2 separate regions of the Ovis aries genome follow, and region 1 is linked to region 2. Evidence: chromatin contacts called from public Hi-C data. All regions are on one chromosome and are shown on one strand. Each heading gives the region's core, a stretch centred on a gene start, on an enhancer-like site or on the middle of the called end of the contact. The rest is flanking DNA. Distances are from core to core; before and after follow the strand shown. Region 1 holds the start of FLOT1 (flotillin 1). Region 2 overlaps LOC132658256 (a long non-coding RNA gene).

What was found. Hi-C and Micro-C count contacts between places; a contact is called where the count stands out from the background.
Region 1: a contact with region 2 is called in a Hi-C map of tail adipose tissue, with 5 times the contacts expected there. The contact joins the promoter of FLOT1 here to the enhancer-like site in region 2. A contact is called at or near these places in 12 of 16 Hi-C or Micro-C datasets (blood, hypothalamus, liver and 6 more).

The regions. Positions count from the first base shown.
Region 1 is chr20:27,400,127-27,405,942 of ARS-UI_Ramb_v3.0, reverse strand. FLOT1 (flotillin 1) reads right to left here and starts at 2,814. Exons shown (of 13, transcript XM_060403343.1): 1 at 2,654-2,814; 2 at 2,298-2,551; 3 at 1,914-1,989; 4 at 1,736-1,826; 5 at 1,362-1,505; 6 at 1,105-1,224; 7 at 918-1,013; 8 at 553-705. The coding sequence starts at 2,340. It overlaps IER3 (immediate early response 3), which reads right to left and starts at 4,541. Exons shown (of 2, transcript XM_004018996.6): 1 at 4,303-4,541; 2 at 3,273-4,202. The coding sequence starts at 4,512. The coding sequence ends at 3,942. It overlaps LOC132658256 (a long non-coding RNA gene), which reads left to right and starts at 4,621. Exons shown (of 2, transcript XR_009597619.1): 1 at 4,621-5,816.
Region 2 is chr20:27,363,456-27,368,780 of ARS-UI_Ramb_v3.0, reverse strand. All of the region lies in intron 1 of LOC132658256 (a long non-coding RNA gene), which reads left to right. Among named protein-coding and RNA genes, the nearest start is that of IER3, 35 kb to the left of the region's middle. Within about 2 kb of position 1,945, at least 13 of the 54 cell types and tissues checked have an H3K27ac peak or open chromatin away from gene starts, as enhancers often do. A contact at or near this core is called in liver and tail adipose tissue, where this site is marked.

The DNA of each region.
Region 1 (5,816 bases), core at 1,565-4,064, 36 kb before region 2:
ACATTTTAGCATTGAGGCAAATTCTCAAATACAAGATCTGCAAATAATGAGGATCAACTACACTTTGCTGCATTATCAAGGCCCCCACAGGTCACTTTGTGGAATTCAGAGCCCAAGTCCACGTTTCTCTTCCTCACACCCTGTGTGATCACCAGGGCTGCTGTGAGCCTGTGGAGGACTGCCGTGCAAATCAGAAAAAGGCACTCGTTCCTCTGGGGAGATGCAAACCTATTCACAATGCACAGCTTGGGGAGTGGAGCACAGACCGATCTGAGCTCTGGTTCACCCTTCATCCAGGTGCCCTTGCCCAGGACACAACCCACCCCAAGCCCGTGATCAGCCCTATCTACACTCCCTTTCTAGGCCTTTTCTTTGCTTTTCAGCTGAAACATTTAGGTCTTTTAAATCTTCCTTATATGGAGGAGTTGGGTCAGAAACTGAGAGTCAAAATAAGGGGATCAAAGTCAGGATATGAGAGAGAGTGGTAGCCTGAGGAGAACAGGGAGGGAGTGAAGTACAGCCTGGCCACAGGGCCAGGATGGGGACTCTGACCTGAAGTTGATAGGCCAGGTCAGCCTGTGCTCGGCGCGTGTTGACTTCGATGTCGTATGCGGCCTTCTTCAGCTCGTAGTCCCTCTGTGCCTTGGCCATCTCGATCTCACTCAGGTACTGAGCAGACACCTTCTCCTGCTTGGCTTTGGCCTCCTGTTCATGCAGAGATTGGGTAGGGCATCAGAGTAGGCAGAAGAAGGCCCAAGGGAGAGAGCTTGCTCTCCACCGAGCTCCTCCATCTTCGCCCTGGGCCCGGCCTCGTCTACATCCTCTGCCAACCCTGCTCCACTGGCCCTCACGCCACACCCTCTCCCATCAGGTACACAAAAAGCCCTCGGAGACCAAGCAACCCCCAGCTCTCTCACCCGGATCCCCGCATCTCTTTTGGCCTCTGCTTCCCCAATCCGAGCATCTTTTTGGACCTGAGCTGTTCGAGCCTTCCCCAAGGAGTGCAAATAGTCCTGTGGAGAGATGCAGATGTCTCAATCCTCAGGAGAGAAGGTTTACCAGATGGGAGCAGGGAAGCAGGGAGGACCAACTGCTGAGGTTTACCTGATCGTCGTGAATGTCCTTCAGGGTGTAGCTGACCACGCTGATGCCCATGTTGACCAGGTCTGAGGAGGCCACTTTGAAAACCTGCTCTGAGAATTTCTGCCTGTCCTTATAGATTTCCTGGGATAACAGGATGGAAGGAAGAAGGAAGGGACGTGCTCAGATCCTCTGGCCACCGTCTTCCTCAGATTAGCTGGGTTCTTAGGCCCCTTGCAGTCTGGCATCCCTTCCCGATCTCTCCCTGCCCTCAGGCCCACCTCCACGGTCATGTGGGCCATGATAGCCCTCTGGTGGCCCTCCAGTGTCTCCAGCGCGATATGGGCGATCTCTGCCTCCGTCTTCCCCAGGAACATCTGGCAGGCGGCGGCCAGCATCTCCTTGTTCTGACCCTGGATCTTTACCTGTAGCCAGAACAGAGCTGGGGAGGGTGTGCGGAAGGCCTCCTGAAGCCAGAGCAGAGGCAGGGAGAGTCAGGTGCCTTGGGGATCCCTGGAGATGTGGAGACTTGCAGAGAAATTGCTCCACAGGCAGAGATAGGGAAAGCCATGGTCAGAAGATTCTTAATGTCTGGGGACACAGAAGATGCTGGGTGGGGGAGTGGACTTTGAGGAAAAGGCTCTGAAAGCCTCACCTGGGCAATGCCAGTGACTGAGATGGGGACCCCATGGCGAGTGTAAACCTTTTCACTCTTGACATTGAGGGTCAGTGTGTTGAGTGAGATCCTAAGGGAGAGAGAAGGGGTGGACAGTGTGAAAAGGAAGAAAGGGAGAAAATGGGGGTTCCCTTGCCCCAGTTTTCTTGCTACCCACCTCTGGATTTGCTGGATGCAGGGCAGGACAAAGACACGGCCTCCAGCCACCATGACTGGGGGGCTCCGGCAGAAACCTGCACGGGGAGAGGGCAGTGAGCTGTGGTGGCCGGTGGCCGTGGTAGAGCTGTAGCGGTAGAGCTGTAACGTGGGAGACAGACCTTGGGGAGGGAGTGGGGAGCAACCTCCACGAGGAAAGCTGGAAGCTGACAAGGGCGAGGGGCAGTCTAGGCCTTGGAAGGCTACGCAAGGAATAATCACAAGTGGGTGGCATGAAGCCATCGTGGGTGGGGTGGACAGGAGGCCTAGTGCTGGGGAGCTGGTAGGGAGAGGGAAGAGGCCTCTGCAGGGGGTGCTCACTGGCTGAGCAGAAAACAATACTTACCGGAGACCACCATGGCCTCATTTGGGCCACAGGTGAAAAACATGGCTCAGGCTGGAGCTGGAGGAGGGGAAGACAAAGCCTTTGCGGATGCGAAGGGGCGCCGCGCAGTCCACAGGAGCGAACTCTCCCTTTCCAGTCAGTCCCGCCCAGCCTGCAGACGCCGAGGCCCAGGCTCTTCCGCAACCCCGGATTCGCTAAGGCTTTTCCTGTGAAATTTCGCAGCCAGCGATCCTCAGCCGCTCACCGCGCCCCACCTTCAGTGATATGAAGCTCTCCAGACCCGGAGAGGTCCCCAGACCCTTGCGCTACCCTCCCTGTTCCTCTGCAACCCACTCCATCTCCCCTCCCCCACCTACCTTCCCGGACTCGGGCGGCGGCCGGGCTGGGGTCCCGGGGAGGGCGGGGCTGCGTAGGGGGCCTGGGAGTCTAGCAGGTGCCACTCGCGTAGGGTCTCCCTGGGAGCTGGGCCCGCGCCCCCAACTCAGCCGCACCCCGTTACTGCTGCAGACACGACCCCGCCCCCCGCGGAGGACCACCCCCCTCCACCCCACCCCCGGCCTCGGGCGTCCGACCCGCCCCTTTCCCGGCAGGCCCAGCTCAGATCCGCAGCCCTCGAGAGCTGCAGAAGCGGCCCCGGTATGGGGGAGGAGGCCACACTTGGCCGCCCTTCCGGGGCCGGAAGTCCCGCCCAGGCAGCCCCACGCCCCGCCCCGTGCGACGTGACTTCCGTGAGTACGCTCTCGGGCAGAGGGAGGTTGACTCACGTCGCACTTGCCCCAGGTAAACTAACTGAGAAAAACCACAGACTGGGCAACGACTGACAGCGTCCGGTCACAAGATGCTGAGTTCCATGGCTCCAGGAGGAGGGACTCATGGGCCTGGGGAGGAGCACCGGCTGGGGACTTGACCGTCTCCTCCTCCTCCTGGCGCCTTGAAAGTAGGGGACCGCCGCTTGTAAAGAGACACACACATGACTGCCGACAGTAAATCAAGTTTATTTGTGTTCATAGAACATACGGGGCGACCCCAGAACAGCCTCCTGACAGCCCACCAACCCCGCAGTCACCCCCTTGGAGGCAACTTCAAGGAGATTGTAGGCCAGGGACCTTATTCTCAACGGTTCCCCGAATCTTCACAGACTCGCGAGTTGAGATGCTGGAGAACTGAGAGTGTCACTGCGACCCACCACCGTCCTTGACTCCCAGCCCGGGCGCCTTCTCGACTTGGGTTTCCTCCATCCCTTTTCCCGGCCTCGCTCAATTCTGGGTGCTTGCCTCCACCAACCCCACAGAGCCCAATAAATACCCAGAGACCTGCATTTGCAGCAAGGTGCACATCTCGCACTCCTGCATAAGTTAAAATAAATATTACATACACCCCTCCATCACCTAGGGGGACACACATAAATACACATAAATATTATTAGGAACAATGAGAAATAAGTTAACGACGCACTTCTTCCCCACCCGGCCTAACCCCGGCGTGCCGGTGCCTGTCTCTCCAGGCTCGGACCGGCGTCTTCGCCATAGTGTTCTGAGTGCGAGTTGCCTCGCGAGTCCCAGTTTGGGATACGCTCTCGCGCACCAGGTACACCCAGTGTTTTCTTGGTTTTTCAGGTTCTTTTGGGGAAGTGGGGAGTCCCGGTTAGAAGGCGGCCGGGTGTTGCTGGAGAAAAGTGCTGAGATCCAAAGCGTAGTCCGAGGGCTCCGAGGTCAGATTAAGGGGCTCGAAGACCGGGGCTGCAGCGGTGGGCGCGGGGGACGGTGCGCTGGAGGTGTCCTCCGGGGCCAGGGGTACAGACGCACCGTCTTCAGCCATCAGGATCTGACAGAAGATGATGGTCAGCAGGACAAAGAGCAGCCTTTTGGCAGGGTTCGGTTCCTCGACTGGCAGCTGACGCCGGACCTGAGGGGAGGTGATAAAAAGAACAGGTCAGATCGGGGCCCCGGCGTCCAGTGGTTCACCCTGCTCTTCCCCCGGGGCTGTCCACTTCGGAGACACTCACCACTCGTGGGTAGAGGACCCTACGGCTGCGCTTTCGATGCCCGCGGGTGGCGCTAGGGCGCGCAGCGGGGGCCACCGCGGGCTCCGGGAGAGGGTCGAAGGTGAAGATCTCGGGACCGGAGCCCCGTCGGGGTCCCGGGCTGGTGGAGGAGACCGGGGTCGGAGCCCGCAGGACGGTCATGGTGGGGAGGGAGCTGCGAGAGTGACACATTGTGCGCTGAGCTGAGCCGAAGGACGAGTGGCCCCGCAGTCCCGCAGAGCTAGTTATGTACCCCGAGAACTGGGCGGGTCCTTCTCAACTCCACCCTGGGCTGGGAGCTGTTGGACGGTCGGCTGGAAATTCCGAAGATTAAGCAAAGGGAGGGGGCGGAGACTTGGCCAGTGCCAACCGTAGGCACGCCAAGTGTGTGTTGTGAGTGTGTGAGTTGTGAGTGGAGGCGGATGAAATCCCAGACTGCGGGCACATGTCAGGACATGTGGCAGCTGGAGAGGGGCCCACAGACAGTTTGAGACGGTTCAGCCACAAATCCCCATCTCTGGGGACGTGCAGGAAGGCTTACATAAGGAAGTCTGGCCCTCTTGCTACAATCCTAATCCAGCAGAGTCTAGGAACCACAGTTACAGTGCATAGTCACACGTTTGTAGGGACTCAGAAAACAGCAGCCTAGGAGGGAAGTCATTAAGAAACAGTCAAGAAGCCCAAGAGAAATGAACACACTAGCACACACAGACACAAGTCTGCCTGCTTTAGCTAGCACATGCACACACACACCATGTTGTAGAGGTGGAAAAATTTCTCCTTCTAGTTTCGTTGGCTGGCTCAATAATTAAATTGACCTAGGACAGATCAACAGGAGAAAACAAATTTAATTGCATACTTAACAGAAGCCCAAGAAAACTTGAGACTCAAAGGCAGTCAGGCAATTGAAGTTTATATGCCATCTTTAGCTAAGGAATGGGAAAGAGGCCTGGGGCTTTAAGGGGAGGTGGGTAATTCACAGGAAGATGGGAAGAGCAGGTGATTGCTAATGAGATGTTTGTCCTGCCAAGCAGGTAAGTTTTTCTGGTGAATGTTATCACTGGACCAGGCCCCCTACCTCAGTTATTTAGGCCATGAAGGGAGAGGTGCAAGGCTTCTTTTGATTCTGCTGGGTCTTGATTGCTCCAAATAATTCACATGCCAGAGGAGCACATTTTGGGGTGGCATATTCTGCCCCCCTTCAACATGCATATTACACACACATATGCTGCACAGGGGCAACCCACAATGTGCAGAAATGTTCATTCATGGGTGGAGCAGAGGACCACAAAATATAAAGGAAAGAAGTTAGCCACCTGGGTTTAAGTTTATATGAAGAACATTTAAACTGTGACACATTATGCAAATGTTGTGGTGATGATAATAACGCAAGAGAGAACGGACACATTTTCATAACTGCTTTAGAGACAGCTGCTATGGACACAGAATTTAACATCTCTTGCGCATTCAATAGGGCCAGTGTGTGTGTGTGCACG
Region 2 (5,325 bases), core at 696-3,195:
CTTCTTTGAATGACATGCCATGCTATAAGCTTATTACTAAGATTATATGAAATAAAACGTGTGGGACTTCTGGACACATAATAAGGATTGATTTCCTTCCTTTCAAAATCTCCTTCTTCCTTTCTGAGGAGTCATGAGCCCAGGGAAACTCTTAAACAGCCCAGAATGCTTGATAAGTGGTAAGAGAACAGAGACCACCACTCAAGCACAAATGAAAGATGAAAGGAAAAGAATACAAAGCAGCAAAGGGTCTAGATATATGACACAGAACAAGGAGGAGAAACAAGGTATTAAGGAAGGAGAAGCCAAGCATAAGAGCAGGGTAAAGGGATAGGTACAGAGGGTGCCTGAGACAGAGACAGGGGTGATTCTGAGAAAAATAGTGGTTGAGGAGAATGGAAACTATATCTGTTCCAAGATGTTCATCCCAAACCCAGGCAAACAGCATCATCTGTTAAGGTAGCTGAACATCGGAATTTCCTGGAGGTCCAGTGGCTAGGATTCCATGCTCTCACTGCCACGGCCCAGGTTCAATCCCTGGCAGATCCCACAAGTCATGCAGCATGGCCAAGCAAACTGGTACTCTCTTAGTTCCTGGTCATTCATTCATCAGTCTTTCCACTCAGCCATTACTGATCACCTACTGTGTGCCTGGCACTGTGCTCATGCTGAGTTTACTGAGATGAGCAAGACCCAGTGCTGGCCTTTTCTTTCAAGGATCCCCCAGGCTGGTGTGAAGCAGTCACCTGAAGAGTTAGGGTACAGTTTGGCCTGTGCAGTGATGGAAGTGCCTGCTAGGAACATAGCGGAAGGGGCACCCGGCTCTGCTCAGGAAAGTCAGAAAGGGCTTTCTGGGAGACATGAATCTGAGAGTTTTAAAGGGCCACCAGGGAAGCTCAAAAGGTAACTAGGAGTTGGCAAAGCAGGGCTGGGGAAGGTAGGCTGGACCAGCTAGTGGAGGTGAGAAGTGCCAGGCAGTCTGGTGTTGCTGAACCCTTGATGAGAGGCAGCAGGCAAGAGGAGATGCTGGAGAGGGCTCAAGGGCCTATCACCAGGGCTTGGTGTCTACCTGGGTGCGAGGGTGGGGCTGGGGTAGATTTGGGTGGTGAAACAGACGAGTGACACGGTCAGATTTCAGTTAAAGAGCTCTGCCTGCTGTGTGGACTGTGGGTGGGGGTAGAATCCCCCTCATTTTGGGGGGAGGGGCCCATGCCAAGAGGCTTGCAGAATCTTAGTTTCCCAACGGGGGCTGACCTTGAGCCCTTGGCAGTGAAAGCTTGGAGTCCTAACCACTGAACAGTCAGGGAATTCCCAGGATCTCTTTTCATGAGATCTCCTGGGATTGGGCTGAACATCCAGGTCAGGGCCTGCAGGTGCAAAAGATGGCCTGGGGAAGGATTATCCGGCTAAGTCTTGGTGAGCACTGCCACAGCTGGGAGATGATCTATGTGCTCCAAGTGGAGTAGGTACTTCACCCTCCTGGCAAGCCTGTGATGAGGTGGGTATTCGTATCATTTTCCCCATTGTGACCACGAGGTAACTGGGCACAGAGAGTTTAAATTATGTGTCCCGGCTGCACATTCTGGTGTAGGCTGCCTGGCTCCTGGATCAGCCTGCCTCCTCAGGGTCTTCTGCCCTCTGGAAGGCAGAATGATGATGTATTGACATCCTGCTTCAGGTTTATGAAAGCTTTCACATGGATGACCTCATTCCAGACATGCAACAGTAGCTTCTGTGAGGAGGTATTATTACTCACAGCTCAGAAAAGCTACCGAGGTGATTTGTCAAAGGTTAGAATTTAGGTGGCAGAGACCCAGACTTGAGTCTTCTGGCCCTGAGTCCAGTGTCGGGTCTCACATTCATTTGTCAGTCAATGCCACGGCCAGCCTCATGGTCAATATGCCGCATGGTTCAAAGGCCAGGGTATTTTCCCCTCCTACTCAGCTGCTTCCTGGCGAGGAAAATGCTTTTCTGAATGGAGGAAGACAGTCATAGAGAAATGTGTTGCCAGCATCAATTTCCTCTGATTGGGCAATGGTGTCCACCATCTGGACCAGGTGACGTCAGCCGTCTGGCTTTCAGCCAGTGTTCTCCCACCCAGGAAACTGACTTCCGGCCAGACTCCCAGCCAGCCAGCTCTGGCCTCCTGGAAGAGCAGACCTCTCTGTTTGCAAAGTGAGAAGCTTTAAATCAGATCTCTAGGAGGGTTTGGTATAGGGAAGGCGATAAAAATGGGGAAGAGGAGTTCAGAGGACACTGGCCAGGAATAGGCAAGGCCCCCCGCCCTGTGTGGGATCTGGGGTCTTTCTTGGGCTGATTCAGAGGATCCAGGGATTTGATGGGGAGGTTTAAAATTTTGTGACTAATGGACTTAAGCAAATTGAGGGGCAGTGGGGGAGAAAGGTAAGCAAAGCTGACGAAATCTGGAAAAAGTTACACAAACACAGAAGGTCAAACATAAGTCAAGAATAGAATGTTGTTCTCAATCCTCATGCACTTCTCTGTGGATGTTAAGTCTTGAATAAATCAGTAACACAGGAATAAGCAGCTCTTTACTGCTTTATTTTTGAATTACAAAAATGTACCAGTTTAAAAATCTAGACAATAGATAAATAAAGTACAAAGCTTAAGTGTCCCTCCCCCATTCCAAACACCCCTCTCCAGGCCTGATTGATAAATGATGTTGTTTTAGCTATTTCATCAGCCAAAATTCATCTCATTTACTGTTCACAATGACCCTATGGGGTAAGAACTATTATTATGCTTTGATTTTTATTTATTTATTTACTTGGCTGTGTCGCGTCTTGGTTGAAGGCACTCGGGACCTTTGTTGTGTCATGCAGGGTATTTTGTTAGAGCTCACCGGCTTGGTAGTTGTGACACATTGGTTTAGTTGCCCCGACCATGGCTGGAATACAGTGTCCCTGTATTGGAAAGTGGATTCCTAACCACTGGACCCCCGGGGGAAGCCCTTCCAATCTGTTTTTTGATTCTAGCTATTTTAGAGGGTGTAAAGTGGTATCTCACTGTGGGTTTATGTAAGTGTTTTTCTAATGGCTAAAGATGTTGAGAATCTTTTTATGTGGTTATTGGTTATTTGTATATCTTTGGAGAAATGTTGATACAGATCCTTTGCCTATTTGGTTTGTCTTTTTATTACCGAATTGTAAGAATTCTTAGTATATCCTACTAGATACAACCCCCTTAACAGATCAATGACTTACAAGTATTTTCATCTCATTCTGTGGGTTATCTTTTCACTTTTTTTAAAAAAAGGTTATACTCCATTTACAGTTATTATAAAATATTGGTTATATGTCCTGTGCTGTATATCTTTATAATTTATTTTATATGTAATAGTTTGTACCTCTTAAACCCTTGTCCTTATATTATCTCTTCCTAACTCCCTCTCCCCATTGGCAACCACTGATTTGTTCCCTGTATCTGTGAGTCTGCTTCTTTTTTGTTACATTCACTAGTTTGCTGTATTTTTCAGATTTCACAGGTAAACGATGTCTAGTATTTATCTTTTTCTGCCTGACTTACTTCACTTAGCATAATGCCCTCCAAGCCCATCCATGTTGCTGTAAATGGCAAAATTTCACTCTTTTTATGGCTGAGTAATATTCCACTGTGTATACATACCATATCTTCTTTATCCATTCATCTGTTGATGGACACTTAGGTTGCTTCCATTTCGTATCTTGGCATCTTTTCACTTTTTTGATGGTGTCCTTTGAAGCACCAAAGTTTTAAATTTTGGTGAAGTCCAATTTATCTGTATTATCTTTTGTTACTTGTGCATTTGGTTTCATAGCCAAGAAACCATTACCTAATCCACAGTCACAAAGATTTGAGCCTATGCTTTCTTCCAAGAGCTTAATAGATTTAGCTTTCACTTTTAGATTTTTCATTTGTTCTGAGTTAATTTTCTTATATGGTGTGAGATAGGGATCCAGATTCATTCTTTTGCCCATGGATATCTAGTCATCCCAGTGTTACTACATCTATTTGGCTTTGTTTCGTTTGACCAAGCTGCATGGCTTGTGGGATTTTAATTCCTCCACCAGGGATTGAACCTGGGCCCTCAGCAATAAGAGCTCAGAGTCCTAACCACTGGTGTTGTCCAGTAGCTCAGTTGTGTCCGACTCTTTGCAATCCCATGGAATGCAGCACGCCAGGCTTCCCTGTCCTTCACTATCTCCATGAGTTTGCTCAAACTCATGCCCATTGAGTCGGTGATGCCATCCAATCATCTCATTCTTTGTCATCCCTTTCTCCTCCTGCCTTCAGTCTTTTCCAGCATCAGGGTCTTTTCCAAGGAGTCATTTCTTTGCATCAGATGGCCAAAGCATTAGAGCTTCAGCTTCAGCATCAGTCCTTCCAACGAATATTCAGGATTGATTTCCTTTAGGATTGACTGGTTTGATTTCCTTGCAGTCCAAGGGACTCAAGAGTCTTTTCCAACACCACAGTTCAAAAGCATCAATTCTTCGGCACTCAGCCTTCTTTCTAGTCCAACTCTCACATCCATACATGACTACTGGAAAAACCATAGCCTTGACTCGACGGACCTTTGTTGGCAAAGTAATGTCTCTGTTTTTTAATATGCTGTCTAGGTTGGTCATAGCTTTTCTTGCCAGGAGCAAGCGTCTTTTAATTTCATGGCTGCAGTCATCATCTGCAGTGATTTTGGAGCCCAAGAAAATAAACTCTGTCACTGTTTCCATTGTTTCCCTATCTATTTGCCATGAAATGATGGGACTGGATGCCATGATCTTCTTTTTTTGAATGTTGAGTTTTAGGCCAGCTTTTTCACTCTCCTCTTTCACCTTCATCAAAAGGCTCCTTGGTTCCTCTTCAATTTCTACAATAAGTGTGGTGTCATCTGGACTACCAGGTAGTTCCCAGTATGCCTTTTTATAGATGAATAAATTGTAAGCCCCTTGAAAAAAAAAAAGTCCTTAATTTTGCCCACCATAGTCCCCTCAGGATTCACTTAACCCCATACATGATATACATACAAGATGCTCAATAAATAATAGGGTGAGTCAATAAATATATGCATGATTGAGTCTCAAAGAGGTTAAATAACTTGTGTAGGTCAGTCAGCTGGAAAGCGCCACACATTGTTCAATTCCAAGACTTTTCATTCATTTCTAATGAAGAGTTTTTGTGCGTCAAAGTTTCTGACAGTTTCTCAGGTTACCAAAAGCTCTTTACCATCAGATTTCCTCAAAGTTTCATTTGCTGTCTCTCCCTGTAGCATTCAAATAACTCCAGTGTTTGTGAGCAGCCGAACTTCTTATATCTAGCGATCAGGCC